2 separate regions of the Ovis aries genome follow, and region 1 is linked to region 2. The links are chromatin contacts, called in public Hi-C maps. All regions are on one chromosome and are shown on one strand. Each heading gives the region's core, a stretch centred on a gene start, on an enhancer-like site or on the middle of the called end of the contact. The rest is flanking DNA. Distances are from core to core; before and after follow the strand shown. Region 1 holds the start of LEPROT (leptin receptor overlapping transcript). Region 2 holds the start of JAK1 (Janus kinase 1).

Region 1 (7,531 bases), core at 4,637-7,136, 400 kb after region 2:
GCTTAGTGTGTGTCACAGTTCTGAGGTTTTTGCAGGTGAACCAAAAACTCCAGCAATGTGTATCCAGTACTTAACTGTTAAGTTACTTGTGAATTAATTCCTCTTTAATAAGGAATGTGGATGTTTGTTTCCTCAAGTCCCCACCATAAAAAGTCCAAAACAGGAAAGGAACTTTTAGTCAGATGACCTTGCAGAGTTTTTTTTTTACAACATTCCAGCCTGCCCTGTGGGGAGCCTACTCAGCAATTTGTGGGGAAATTGAAAATACAGTCTACCAAGGGCGTAGCACCCATCTCATTGTCTAAGGATAGGATAATGAGCCAAAGTTATAATAATAGGATTACACGATGGATTTTAACTAACAGTTTTGAGATTTTCTTGAAAAGATAAAATTTGAGCCATGGCTTTACGTAGACTTCAGGAACATGACCTTTTTTTTTTTTTTTAAAACAGAAATTTACTATGGTCTATAGTATAATACTGTACACTTCTTTTGGTCAAGAGGACTAACAGATGTAAAAGAACCTGAACTGTGGGAAGTAATTATATTAGAATCCAGTGATTACTACCAACACTTCCTTCCTGGATAAGCTAAAATTTAGTGAAAATGCTGACTGAAGAAAAATAGGGACGCTAAAGTGGTAGAAATCTGTATTCCTGGTCAGAGAGTTGGGCTACTATCTTCTTTTCCCTTTAGAAAGATGTGGTAGCTTGAAGAATGTCTTAATGCCATAACAACAACCTGATTTGATGAAACTTCTAATTTTTGCTGTAAGGCTTAATGCTCCTCCTTTCGCTTAGCAGAGAAAATGCTCTTAGCTGGGAACAGATGGTAAGACAGTTTGGCGTGTACACAGTTGATCAGGAAGACTGTCTAGTATGGATCCCCTGTCCTCCAGGCTTGTGATTGGCTGTGGGAAGGAAATCGATGACCACAGTGACGGGGCAGTCGCAGCGAGAGACAGAGACAGGCCACTTCAGATCAAGTCACGTGGCCTATCAAGGCTGCTTCTTTGAGGAACCAGGTTCCTCTTCCCACCTGATGAAATAGGACCTCTTGGATTCTTACAGTGGGGTTTATTATTCTGAAAGTCGTTGGGGGTCCACAGGAATAACAGTTGCACAGGAACATCTGTGAAAGTAAAGCAGGAGTGAAACCTTGGCAGACTTCAGACTGGTTGGATCTCAGTTCAGTGTTTTGGCTGTCTCTCACTTTGAGGGGCGAGTGGTTGTTTTCCATGACTTTGGTAGATCTCTCTGGGTGTGCAGGTACACGGCGTGCAGAGGATATTCATACAGAGCAGATGGGCAGAAAGATCTTGATCTAATCTTAAAAGGTTTGTGCTCAGTATTGTGAAAAGCTTTCAAAAATTGTTTTTAAAAGACAATCCTTTTTTGTTGTTTCTTTCTGTTTTTCATTTTCTTGTGGCAAACTGTACTGGAAAAGCAGCATGTCAAAAATACTTTATGTTCTATATACAACTCTCTTCTTTCTTTCTCTCTTTCTTCCTTTCTTTCCTTCATTCTTTTTTTGTTGTTGTTATAAAGGTTCATTATTTATTTTACCTTTTGCTGACAATGTGAAACTCGCCTCAAATATTCTCTTTTTAAATATACAGCTGTAAACTGTTCAAAGTAACCATAAAAAACTAGGTGTTATTTATTAACATATTATAAAATAATGTTTGCAGTATGTGCTTGTCTTATTTAAAATTGGAATGTGAGACATGTTGCTGTGACTTTTTTTCTCATTCACATCTGTAGATATTGTGTGAACTACAGTATATAATAATAATTAAAAGGATACTATGTGAATGTCACGTACATTTTGAAATGATAGAACTATATTAGCTTGGTATCATGTTGGATAATTCATCCATGTTCACAGTTTAAAACATCATTAAACATTATGTAATTAGCACTGAGAAAGAATCTTATCTAACTTAAATTTGGGATGCTCCCTATCTCTTTCCCAGATACATTATAATTCTGGACCCCTATTTATCTCAAAACACTTAACATATGCAGACCAACAGGTTTTCGCATTCCTTTTAAATATCTGGTTGTGACAAAGCTCGTTGTTGATCGGATTCACTGTTTCATTCATATTTATTGTAATATATATTTTTTGTTTTGTAAATATGTTACAGTCAACAAAATGTGATTGGTCTAAAATATTTGTAATGTATATTAAAAGGCTCAAAAATATTTGTAGAAACATAAGTTATTTTTTTCACTCATAGGAATGCAACAACAAGCTTGAATTATACCTTCTGACATGATTCACTTTTAAGAAAAGTTATGGGGAAAGAATATGCTGCTGCTGCTGCACATGTAATACATTTGTACAAAACATAATCTGATAGAATTTATCGATTTATACTTTAGCCACCCCCCTTACTACCCTTGCCTCCATATACAGACACACTTTTGATCATGCTGCATGAATGCTGTGTTCCTAAAAGAATCAGCACAGAAATCCTGGCTTTAGCTAGGATATTAATGCATTTTTCTGCTGAGGCAAAGGGTTGGATCCTGGGAGTCTGAGACTTTGTTGCAGAAAACAGATCATTTATCTCTTTAAAAAGAGAAGCAGCATGTTTACTTGGAAACAAATGTTGCAAATCAAAAGTATTTGAATTACCATTGCTGTGTCCTTGTCTGAAAGAATCTTCAAGTTGGCCCCTAGGTGGTGCTAGTGGTAAATAACTCTCCTGCCAATGAATGAAATGTAAGAGAGGTGGGTTCCATCCCTGGGTGGAGAAGACCCCCTGGAGTAGGAAATGGCAAACCACTCCAGTATTCTTGCCACGGAAAATCCCGTGGACAGAGGAGCCTGGTGGACTATAGTCCATGGGGTTACAGAGTCAGACACAACTGAAGCCACTTAGCCCGCTACTGATGAAACACTGCGTAAGGAATGAACATGCAAGTTGAATTCCAGAGCCAGTTATCACAGCAACAGGACAGTTTCCCTGCTGACAGCATCTACTGGGGAATTTAGGAGTGGGGAACAATTCAAGCGCTGATTTTCTGACTTCAGATTTAAACTGTTTAAGGTTTGAGCTCAGCTTTCCTACTCAGTAGGTACCATCTGAGCCTCAGTTTTCTCATCTGTAAAGTGAAGATAATAAAACCTAGTTCATAGTGTGAGAATTGAATGCAAGGAGAGAATATAAAAAATTTATCCTAAGAGGTCCTGTTTAGTCCTAGCCAGTTTTTGACAGTGGACATGGATCTTATATTTCCAAGTAACACACTGACAGCAAGTTGGGAAAGGGTTCAGCTTCTAAGGTTTTTACTTTCTGTTTTTGATTGAAAGTCTTCTTTATTCTTGACGAAATACAGAATGGGATAGTAGAACAGTTTTTCAGTGAACCTCTGGTAAGAGGAAAGCAGATTTTCTCAGAAGATGGTTAAAGCCTCTGGTAAGATGGCTAAGTTCCTCTTTAAAGTGTTTCATAAACTGGGAAGAACAGCTGGTGTGGGCAGGAAAGTTACTGGAGACAAATACTGTCTCTGCATTTTTCTGATTCTAGACATCACCCTGGGGCAAACTCCTCATCTTTTTGCCTCTCACCATCTTCCAGTTTCTTACTGCTAAGCCCAAGGCATTCAAACCAAGCTTTGCCTCTGAAGTGTCACTTTTCTCCAAATCATTTCTCTCCCGTGGGACTGGCCTTAGGGCGACAGGGGAGGCTGCAGCAAGCCCTTACTTATGGTTTTCTACACACCTGGCGCTGTGTGCAGTCTCTCAGTCATGTCCAACTCTGCAGCCCCATGGACTACATAGCCTGCCACATTCCTCTATCTATGGCATTCTCCAGGCAAGAATATAGAAGTGGGTTGCCATTTCCACCCCCAGGAGATCTTCCCAACTCAGGGATCGAACCCAGGTCTCCTGGATTGCAGGTGGACTTTTATCGTCTACCAGGGAAATCACACACCCCTGGTAGGTGGTTGGGAATCGAAGGGAAAATGTGAGATTTGACCCCATAGAAAATCCTCATCAGTTAAGGAGAATTTTCCTCATGAGTGCAGCTTTGCACTTCGGTAAGGGAGCTAGAAAGGGGGCTTCCCTGGTAGCTCAGTGGTAAAGAATCTGTCTGCAATGCAGGAGACGTGTATGCGATCCCTGGGTTGAGAAGATCCCCCAGAGAAGGAAATGCCAACCCACTGTAGTATTCTTGCCTGAGAAATACCATGGACAGAGGAGCCTGGCTACAGTTCCATGGGGTCTCAAGAGCCAGACACGACTTAATGGCTGAACCACCATCACCACCAAGCGAGCTAAAAACCCAGGCTGCCAGAGTTTGGGTGGTGGGCAGTTTTCCCTGCCACCCAATATAGGGAACTCAGCATAGGGAAAGAGAAGTTCTCAGTGATCTTGGATAGATCACAGGCTACAAAGTAAATAATGCAGTGTTAACTCTGGATCTGCAAATTGTGCAGTGAGCTAGGGACTAGCAACAAAGTTTTTAATAAGTGTACCTTCTATCTAGGAGGAGAAATGGGAGGAGCTAGAAACATAAACTCACAAGTAAATAAACGTCTTGAGACGATAATATGCTCAATGTACAATTTAAAAAAGGAAACCAAGCAGGGGTCCTGAAAGGTGGTGGTAGTGAGAATTTGTATTTCTATAGTCAGGGAAACCCAGATTTCCCAGAACTCCTTTAGCTTTCAGTGCTGTTGAAAAATTTTAAAAAGTGAAAGAAAAGGAGCTTCATCATAAGGTATGGGGATTCTCAGCTAGAAAGCCGGATAAGTGACCCATAGTCCAATCTTCTCCAAAGAATTGTGTTAGCAGGGAAGTCCTAGCCTTTCTGGGCCTCTTTCTGTAGAGATAAAATGAAGCCTTTGGACCAGATGGTTTTTAATATCTCTTCCAGATTGTACCCACAAAGCCAAAACTCTCTGTCCTGTGAGCAGAGTACGAAGTGGTCCTGTGAAGTCTAAACTGGCCTTGCTTACCTGCAGACCTTGAGGCCCAGGATATAGAAATAATAGCTGTTTATTTAAATATTCATGAAAGCCTCAAGCACAAAATAGCTTGTTTTTTGTTTCTATAGATACACCTGAGCGTAAAGGAGAAAACGCTAGTGCCCGAAAAGTGCTCAAGTTGGTATTAAGCAAGGCCAGGCCAGGCATACAACAGGATCCTTGGGGCCTCTTCTCTGGTGTCCCCATCCCTTCCTCCGCCACAGCTACGTGAACGCAGACAGGCACACAAACGCAGTCTAGGCCTTAGAGAAAGTAATGCCAGAGAAAGCGGGTATCCCTGCTCTACCGACTATTATTTTCCCCCTCCACTCTCTATTTTCGCCATCCTCACGCAGAAATTCCTTGCAGCCAGGAATCGCGGTTCCCGCCCTTCCGTGCTATGGTGGACGCGTCCCTAGTGGGCTGTGGGGGAGCTCTGGGCCCGCGGACCCAGCGATTCGGCGGAGCCGGGATTCCGGCCCACCGATGGAAAGGAGGAGCGTGGGGCAATTTCGGGGTTTATGCAGAAGCTCGGGACCTAAGGGAGCATCGTCACCGCTATCCTGAGAAAGCGGGTTTGCGGTGCACTCCCATCAGCGTGACGGGTGGGTAGGAACTGGGACCTCCTTGGGTGAGCGGGAGGAGATGCGGTCTGGTCTTGGGAGGGTTCTGAGTGGCGGGGACAGGGGCGGGGCTCTGAGTGCGGAGGGCAGAGACGGGCAGGGGCGTGGCTCTGCGCGGCGGGGGCGGGGCCTGGCAGGGGCGGGGCCCTGAGTGGCTAGGCCCGGGGAGATTGGAACCGTCAGGGGCGGGGTTCTGCGAGGCGGGGCGGGCTCGCGAGCCTAGGTACGGCCCTGGGCCGGGCCTCGGGCGGGGCTGGGGCCGTGGCAGGAAGCCGGAAGCAGCCGCGGCCCCAGCTCGGGAGACATGGCTGGCGTTAAAGGTACATCCTAGGTTCCTAGCTCGCTAGTCCTGCGGTGGGGTCGCCGCCTTGGCTCTGGGCTATTCCTGGAGCTGCGCCTTCAGCGCGTGGGCTGGAAACGGCTTCCCCAGATGTGCCATCGTTCCTTCCTTTCCCGGTGGGAAGGAGTTCGCCTGCTCTCTTCGCTCCTTGGGGTGCGGGTGGAGGCGTGTTTTGGGGAACCTCAACCTTTTTCTGCAAAGCTATTAGTCTTCACTCTTTCACCCAGCGTGTCCGGGTCGCTGCAGGCGAAGCCCTCTCCGGGAGCATTCCTTCCCTGGGAATCACCGGCTAGCCCGGGTTGGGCATCACCTCCCGGATTGCTTCCCAGTTCCTTGGGAAGCGGTTCCCACCCCCTCCTCTGCCTAGTTTTAAACTGGGCTTTCACTTCCGGTCATATTCACCCTAACGCCTCTCCCCGCTTTTCCTGCCACTTTGCCGAGTTTCCCACTTTTTCCAGACGAGCCATTGTCTCCAGTGTTCTCGGCATTAGAACATTTACATCTGTCGTGTCGTGTAAATTAATTTTTACAATTGGGCTGAGTTGGCTGCAGGCGGGTGTCAGCGAAGAGCACCCTGAAATGCTGTATTTGTCTTAATTGTAGAGAGTAGATTAGGTGGGATTTTCTCATTACTTTCATCAGTGTTTATTCATTTATGGACAGACAGGAAGGTGGTATAGTACTTTAAAAAAATACAGTTTATTTACAATATCGTGTTAATTTCAGGTGTACAGCCCAACTCTTCAGATACACACACACGTATATACTTCAGATTCTCTTCCCTTATATACGAAATACTGAGTATAGTTCCCTATGCTATACAGTAGGTCTCTGTGCAGTGGGTCTTCCCTGGTGGCTCAGACGGTAAACTGTCTGCTGCAGTGTGTGAGACCTGGGTTCGTTCCCTGGGTCGGGAAGATCCTCTGGAGAAGGAAATGGCAACCCACTGCAGTACTCTTGTCTGGAAAATTCTTGGACCGAGAAGCCTGGTAGGCTTCAGTCCATGGGATCGCAAAGAGTCGGACACGACTGAGTAACTTCACTTTGTGCAGTGAGTGTTTTTGCATGGGACAGTTGATTTTTAAAAGGGGAGTACCAAGAACACCAGTTCCCGCATCTGTGCTCCTTCAGAGTGAAGGGGAATGCCAGCAGTGGGAGAGGTTATTGGAAGGCTTCCTGTTGGTTTGGTAGGACCCACCCCATTAGATGTCTAATCTTTTGAATAGAGTAGGATAACTTGTTTCCATGTTGGAGCTCCTATCCTTGAAATTTGTACACAAAGATCTTCCCTCTCTAGTTAATCAACATATGCTGTAAACATGCATACGGTTATATTTGAACACATGTATGTGTTTGCTATGAAATTTATCTGAGTGTGTAAACTGTTAGCAGACATATTTTAAAATTATTTCTGGCGGACTTTTATGATTGGCATTAATTTAGTAAACATGATTTACTTGGACAGTGTACATTTTGTAATATTCCATTTGAAGCCAGTGCAGAAAACCAATAAGAAGTAGCACCACTACGCTTTGTTTAGTCGTGTCCGGAAACTATCAAATAATAATGTTTATGTGTGAATGTG
Region 2 (7,367 bases), core at 2,596-5,095:
GCAAAAACACAAGCACCGTCCTCTCTTCTTCAGAGTCCACCACTCAGGGCTCCTATTCCTACATCTGGAAAAGGAACACATTTCTACTCGTAACACATGGAAAAGGAACATGTTTCTGCTTGTAACACAGGGGTACTGCACTCACCATGACGTGCTGGATCTTAAACTGTGATTTACTGTGGTTCTGTTTACATTTGATTTCCTCAAGTCTACAGTCTTGTTCCTGAAGTCAGAGACTGTTCTCTTTATGTCCCTTCACAAAATTAATCACAGTCCTTCCCACAAAGTGCAAGCTCAACAAATACTTGACTGATTCACGGACAAACTTCTTCATTTCTCAGGGATTCTCTAAATAGGTTATCAACAAAAGTATATACTGAATTCCTCGGTCTATATGTCAACAGGCAAGGTACTTGATAGTTTGTCATCTGTAAAATGAGGGGATAGTACTAAACGCCCAAGTCCCTTCCAGTGTCTTTACTGAACCTCAATAGATAAAACCAAACTCCAAAGATATCAACATTCCATTAAGGTCAACACTATACTTTTTTTGAGAAAAGGGATCAGCAACTTTGTGAGCTTGATTCCCACCAGTGGAGCTATGATGTGCGGGCAGAAAGTGAAAGCAGAGAAAGAGAAAATTTTTAAAAAGTGCATGGTATCACTAAGATGTCACCAGGTGTCACAACTGTAGCACCAAGTGCCACACACTCTTCCCTGGTATAGTTTCGTATTCCCAGAAACCTTTTACAAAAACAGGTCTGGCCAGATATGTGGGTCTCTAAATTTTCTCACGATACCCCTAACTAGCCCTTCCAATACCCTGGACATTTTTACCGACCTTCCTGAGGGAGGCATGCCTCCTGCAGAGAAATCTGCAGGGCTGTCACTATTATACTGTACTTGTACTGTATAATACTTTCTTGTACTGTAATAGTAACTCTTGGGGGTCCCCAAATCCACATGGAAAATAGCAGGGCAAAGTAAATGGTTGACAAACATGAAATAACTGTATTTCCTGCAGTCACCTCTTTGGAAATTAAACCTAAGAAAAAAAGGAGTGATATCATGGACCAGTGCTGTCCCAGATAAGCAAAAAGCAAGTCATGTTTGCAATCTTAGATACTCCAGTAGTCACATTTAAAAAATAAAATAAAAAAAATATAAACTGGTTAAATGACATTAACAACATATTCTCTTAACACAACACACCCAAAGTATTTTCATTGGAACATGTAATCGATATAAACATTATTAATGAGACATTTTACTTTTTTGTACTAAGTCTTTGAAATCCAGGGCATATCTGCACTTAACACATCTCAATTCAAACACTAAAATTTCATCAGAAATAATCTGTAGATTTCATAAAAGTCACAGCTTAAAAAGTAGACACATACACCCAACTTCCAAACATAATGAACTTTTCCAAAACACTGAACACCAATTTTTAATTTAAAAATCAGTTCCTTATCACCCTACCAGATTCCAGGTGCTTGACAGCCACACGTAGCTAGCGGCTACTGCACTGACAGAGGTATAGAAGATCCTGTCACCTGGATTTTTAAAAATCAGAACCCTTCACCCAGAAAGTCACTCTACAGCACTCACTGGTTACTCAAATGATGTCAGGTATTTTCTGCCCTCCTAATCTTTAAGTTGTTAATACATCAGTGATGATCACTTATTAAGAAGCCCTTTCTAAAGAATGAACAACTCTTTCAGCTCTGAGAATTCAGAAAATAAAATAAAATAAAAACGGAAACATCATGATTCAAAGATACCAAGTTAACTTTCAAGGTAAAGGTGGAAAATCCTGCCATCATTATTTCTTTGTCCAGGATATTAGTCACCCTGTAAAAGTTACAGGCCTTGTTTATAGTAAGCCTCTCAACTTCCATACTCACCACAGCTGTCACTGCATCCTCAGACTCCTTGCCTTCAAGTGTTCCCTCCTACCCGCCACCAACCTCCTCTCTCTCCAGCAAACTCCCTGAAACACATTCTAGGAGCCCCTCTTTAATTCATTCCAAAAAGTACTTGTTACTGTTGACATACTGAAACACATGAATAATTCAATAAACGAATCTCAAAACTATTCAATTAATCATTCATCGGCTTAGGTACTCAACTTATCTTGGGAAAAGCTTTTCTGAATACACATGGAAAGTATTGCCAGACCCTTCCCCAAAGGAACCAATTACAAACACCGCAGCTTTCTCTCCGCGTGTCAAAGTTCAGTGTTTCTCCTGCAGCTGACTTAAAAGTTGATCTTCTAAAAGGAGCTGGATTCCTAAGGTAGTTCTATTTTGAGCCTTCTTCCTGTTCTGAAGCTAAAGTTGGAAGGGCTTAGGTGGTGATGTCATGGAAGGGAGACTGCTGGCTTTCATTGAAGGGTCTCCTCCAGCAACTCTGGGGGATGCTCATAAAGGGGACCTAAGGGAGAATGTGCACCTCTCATCGCTTTCTCCCTCTCCTTTCTGAATCCCAGCTATTCATTAGCCAGCAAGAAAACAAGTTCAAATAAGCGTGCAAACATATTTACATATTTTAATTGTTAAGCATCTCAAAAGTGGAAAGACTGAGAATGAAAATGTCTCACACTAGGGAACAGGGGTGACATCTCTTTCCACACCTCCATCCCCACCTAAATATCATAGGACTACAGGCAAAAATGGGGAGCAGCTGATAAGAAGAATAAATAGATTATAAATGCAGGAGGGTTGAAGAGGAAACTGCTGTTGGGGATACTCAGGACAGAAAGAAGACCCCTGGGTCCCTTCTCTTCCACTGTTTCCTCCTCCCTTTTGGAATGGTTAGATTTAGGGCAGGGTGTGCCTTCTGCTTGGGAGGCGTATTTGGCTTCGGAGAACCAAGAGGGGCCAGGGTGGGGCCCAGAGAAAGAGAGCCAGAAACTGGTTACTCAGGCCAGATTCTGGACTAAGCTCTTAGCGAAAGAATAGAGGGGGCAGATTCCATCTTAAGACCCACTGGGGAACGAAGAACGCACACTAAGCCCAAGGAGATCACTTCTTTCTGTCTAAATCCAGCAGTTAGTTGCTGGTTGTGAGCTGCAGGTCCAGAGGCAAGAAAAAATCCCGATACATCTGTAGACAACTTGCAGGGGTGGGTCGGGGGACGCAGGTGGCCACGCAATCGGCAGGTGAAAGCCTGGGATTCTGGGACGGGAGGGCTGGTTAACAGCTTTGGGAAAGCTGGTCGGTTTTTCAGCCCACCTCTCCTCCAAAGCGAGGAATAAGCACAGGTGTGGTCCTTCTCCAAGAAGGTGGTAGCTGGCCTGCGGGTAGCTGAGTGAGGGAAAAGATTCCTCGGAAGGGGTAAGGCAGGGGTTACGCCCATGGGGTCAGCTACGGCGGGGAGCAGGCGATCTTCGCCAAGTCCCCTCCCCCTTCTTGAAAAGCGACCGAGACCGGCATAAATTTCAGCCACGCACCCCTCCTTCCCCAATAATGCTTCTAATAAAAGGAACAGCCTCTCATGCCTACACACACACACACACACACAAACCAACTGCAAGCTCTGGTTGATGGAAATAAACAGGTGAGCCCCAAGAGGAAGCGGGAAAAGATCGGGGATGCGAGCACGAACGTGCGGAGAAATCAAGGCTTCCCCGCCCTCCCTGCACAACCCTCCCCTCTCGCCCCGGAGAATCTGCGTGGCAGGTTGTAAGCTAAAAATGCCACTCAGACAGACCCCCCTCATCTCCCCGCCCCGCGCCCATTCTCCCTCCTACCCCAGGGTCCGGCGTCCCGGCCTCGTGGTAGCGACCGGTGCCCGCGCCGCGCGGGGCTCACCCTCGCCCCGGACCGCCGCCGCGGGGACTCCGGTCTTCCTCTCTCCTCCCTCCCTCCTCCTCCTCCTCCGCCTCCTCCTCGCAGACTCCTCCCGCCGGATCCTTCATGTAAACAACATCCAGGCTCTATTTACAGTCGCCGCCGGACGGCAAGGGACCCACGCCAGCTGCCTGGAAGCAGGCGGGGGTGGGGGAAAAGCGAGTGCGCAACATTTACACACACCCGCCCCGCCCCTCCGCGCCACTGCCCCGCCAGGGGGCCGGAGCGGGACACCGGGGGTCTCCCCGCGCCCCTGTTCAACCTGCGCCTCTCCTGACACCCCAGCGAGGGCCAGAGGTAAACCGCGGAAATACCGATGGGCGAGGTCGCTCCCCCCCCACCCCGCCGCCCCGCAGGGGAAGAAAAAAAACCAAAAACATCCCAACCACAACAAAACCAGCCCAGCAACACCCTCCAAGTCCGTGCGGGGTCCCAGCCCGCCCCGAGCCTCCGCCCCGGCGCCCCGCCGCCTACCCCGAGGTGGCGAGCTGCGTGCAGTCCCCCGCGGAGGCTGCAGGGCGGGCGCCGGGCAGCGGCGCGCCCTCAGCCCCAGCCGCCGCCGCCCGGCCCGCCCCCCGCGCGGCCGCCGAGCCGGCCGAGCCCCGCGGCGGCGTGTGCGTGTGAGGGTGCGCGCGTCGCGGCGGGCCTCGCCAGAACCGCTCTCCTCGCCCCGCGGCTTCCCGTGCTCTCGGGCGGGCGGGCTCGGGCGCCGCGAGACCCGGCCAGGAGCGGCCCGGCCAGCGCTCCACCGCGCCGCAGGGGCGCGCACACGGACGTAGACTCTCGGCGCACCGAGCCCCGCGCGGCCGCACGTCTCCCGCCGGCGCCCGGCTCCGCGCGCGCCCCGCCGCCCCCGCGCCGGGCACGCCGCCCCCACACCCACCTGCGCCCCCGGGGGGGTCCTGGACCCCCCTTTCCTTTGTTCTTCCCGCTATTTGCATGAGGATTATCTAATGACGCAGCAAGGATACAACGTGCTCGCCACAACGTGACCGTCGCCATTTTTCTGTTTTTATTCTATCTCTGCCATGTGATAGATGAGGGGGGGTGGGGGTTGGAAAAGAGAGAGAGAGACTGGATTAAAAAAAAAAAAAAAAAAACTTCCGGGTCTCTTGACCGGGAAGGGAGAAAAACAAAAGGGAGACGAGACACAACTCCACGGGAAGGATGTGTGTGTGTTTGCGTGTGCACGCGTTTGAGCGCCCTTCTGCTCGGAGAAGGGAGGCTCCCGGGGCGGGCCCGGAGCATCCTCCCACCTAGGGAACCCTCTGACACCGGTTGGTCCAGATCGACCCCTCTAGCCGTGGCGGTTGCGGGTTGCGAGTTGCGGTCCCACACCCGCAGCCGACGCTCTGCGAAGCTGTCAGCTTAGTCCATTCTGGCCGCCTCCACTTGCTGGTCCACCCCAGAGCTCGCGCTCTCGCTCCTAGGCGGGTGTACCTTTCTGGGTTACATGCAAAGAAGTCTCACTAACATGAAGGAAGAAACGATCAAATTCAAAGACTACCGTATTTCCCAAGTTTTAAAATAGTTTGCTTCCCTGCTGTTGTGCATAACAACCGCGTGGCAACACTAGGCAGAATCTAATATCAGTTCGAATCTTTCCTTCCTCTCTTTCTTTACCCTCTTTTCTCTCTCATCCCGAAGCGGAACACACCCTTGTGTGGTGTTCCGAGGGATTTGTCAGGAGGGGACCGACCTTTCCTCGTGGATTGACTCATTTAGAAAGATCTTAATAAATGGTTGTTCGAGGTCAGGGAGCATTGTTTAAGAAGACGGTTGCATGGAGCAAGGTGGATTCGCGTTACACTCATGTCATTCACATTCAGAGGGCGTGATAGTTCATTCTCTCCCAAGTCTCGTGTTCACGGGCTGCTGAAAAAAAGTATTTTGGAACTCTGCCACATTTTTCAGTGAGCTATAGAATTTTGTGCTTTTGTTTACTATTGTATTTCCTTTGGGCACTTTCACTTTTGTTTCTCTGGAGTTTCCTTTCTGGTTTCTTGTACTATTCGCAATTCAGAGCAGAAATGGACTAGAGCGAACAGGGTTCCTCACTTCTCAGGCAAAGACACTGAGGCTCTGGGTAGTGACGGGAGTTGCTCCAGGTCACACATTTAATTTGAATAATTGAGCCCTACTCACCTGATGTATCTGTTAGAGGGGTGGCGATGGAGAGTGGGGGAGGGGGGAGTTAACGACGTAGAGCAGCAGTTCTGCTTTGTGAAATTCGTATCCTAGATATTAAAGATGGAGAACACTTACCAGATCATTCATGTCTTAGGACTGCTGTGAACTGATTGCTTCTTCAAAACCCGTTTTCTTGTGCCTTGACTCCTGTTTATCTGTTCATTGAGGTTCTGCTTCACCTTTACATGGAGAGTTTGCTATCTCGCTGAACAACCCTACATGATTGCTATGAATTCACTTTGTTAGAATCACAGAGATGACCACTCCTTTGGGCACTCACTGTGTCCTTTTTATATTTATTTCATGATTCCTTTAACATTTACTGTACAGGACAGCTGATGTACTTCTCTGACCAAGAGGGTCAGGACCATGCTCCTATTATATCTCCCATGTTTAGCACCCTGTCTGGCAATGATTGAGCATATAAAGGTCTGAAGAGGATTTTTTCCATAAATACATCCTGACCATTTCTAGGAAATTCCTTCCATGTTTTTGGGGAAAGCAGAACACTGAAGGTGCTTTTTGATGCTTACACCTCCACGGACCGTTTTTGGGCAGGCTTTTAATTTACAGAGCCAAGCAAATCATTTGCTATCTAAAATTTTTAATTTTGTTATTTTTAAAAATAATTTATTTATTTATTTGGCTGCACTGGTTCTCTTGGCTGCTGAAGCTCTAGTTGTGATGTGCTGGCTTCTCACTGCAGAGCCATGGGGCTCTATGGCCCTGGGACTTCAGCAGTTGCTGCATGTGGGGTCAGCAGTTGCGGCTCCCAAGCTCCAGAGCAGGGCTTGATAGATGTGGTACACAGGCTTAGGTGCTCCAAGGCATTTGGGATCTTCTCAGATCAGGGATTGTACCTGCATTGGCAGGCATGTTTGTTACCACTGAGTCACCAGGGAAGCCCTCAATTAAAAAAACAAACAAACAAACAACTATTATCTCCCCTCTTTTTAACGTATTTGGTTCCTCATCTTCAGATCCTATCCAATTAATATAATTAATTATGCCAACACTTTGAGTTTTGCTTTCATAGATTGCAAATGTTGGTGAAGTTCAACCTGATTTTACCCTGCTCAGCCTGGAATTAAATGATCAGAGGCAGCATTCTTTAGGAGACTCTGATTCTTCTTGGAACCCAGTGAACTAAGTGAAGAGGCTGGGTTGAGCACACTGAAGAGGGCTGCTGGAAAGATGTCGGCACTTGGACAAAAAGTGCATATTTGCAACTTTAAAGGATTAGAGAACAGTTAGTGTATGTAATTATATTTACAGCTTACAGGAAGGTCCAGACTGTCACAAGGGAGCTCAGACAAATCTAGA

The links. Hi-C and Micro-C count contacts between places; a contact is called where the count stands out from the background.
Region 1: a Hi-C map of tail adipose tissue shows a contact between it and region 2, with 1.8 times the contacts expected there. The contact joins the promoter of LEPROT here to the promoter of JAK1 in region 2. A contact is called at or near these places in 2 of 16 Hi-C or Micro-C datasets (omental adipose tissue and tail adipose tissue).

The regions. Positions count from the first base shown.
Region 1 is chr1:41,052,732-41,060,262 of ARS-UI_Ramb_v3.0, forward strand. It overlaps LEPROT (leptin receptor overlapping transcript), which reads left to right and starts at 5,887. Exons shown (of 3, transcript XM_060410658.1): 1 at 5,887-5,926. The coding sequence starts at 5,911. It overlaps DNAJC6 (DnaJ heat shock protein family (Hsp40) member C6), which reads left to right. Exons shown (of 19, transcript XM_060410657.1): 19 at 1-2,208.
Region 2 is chr1:40,650,621-40,657,987 of ARS-UI_Ramb_v3.0, forward strand. It overlaps JAK1 (Janus kinase 1), which reads right to left and starts at 3,846. Exons shown (of 26, transcript XM_060410592.1): 1 at 3,755-3,846.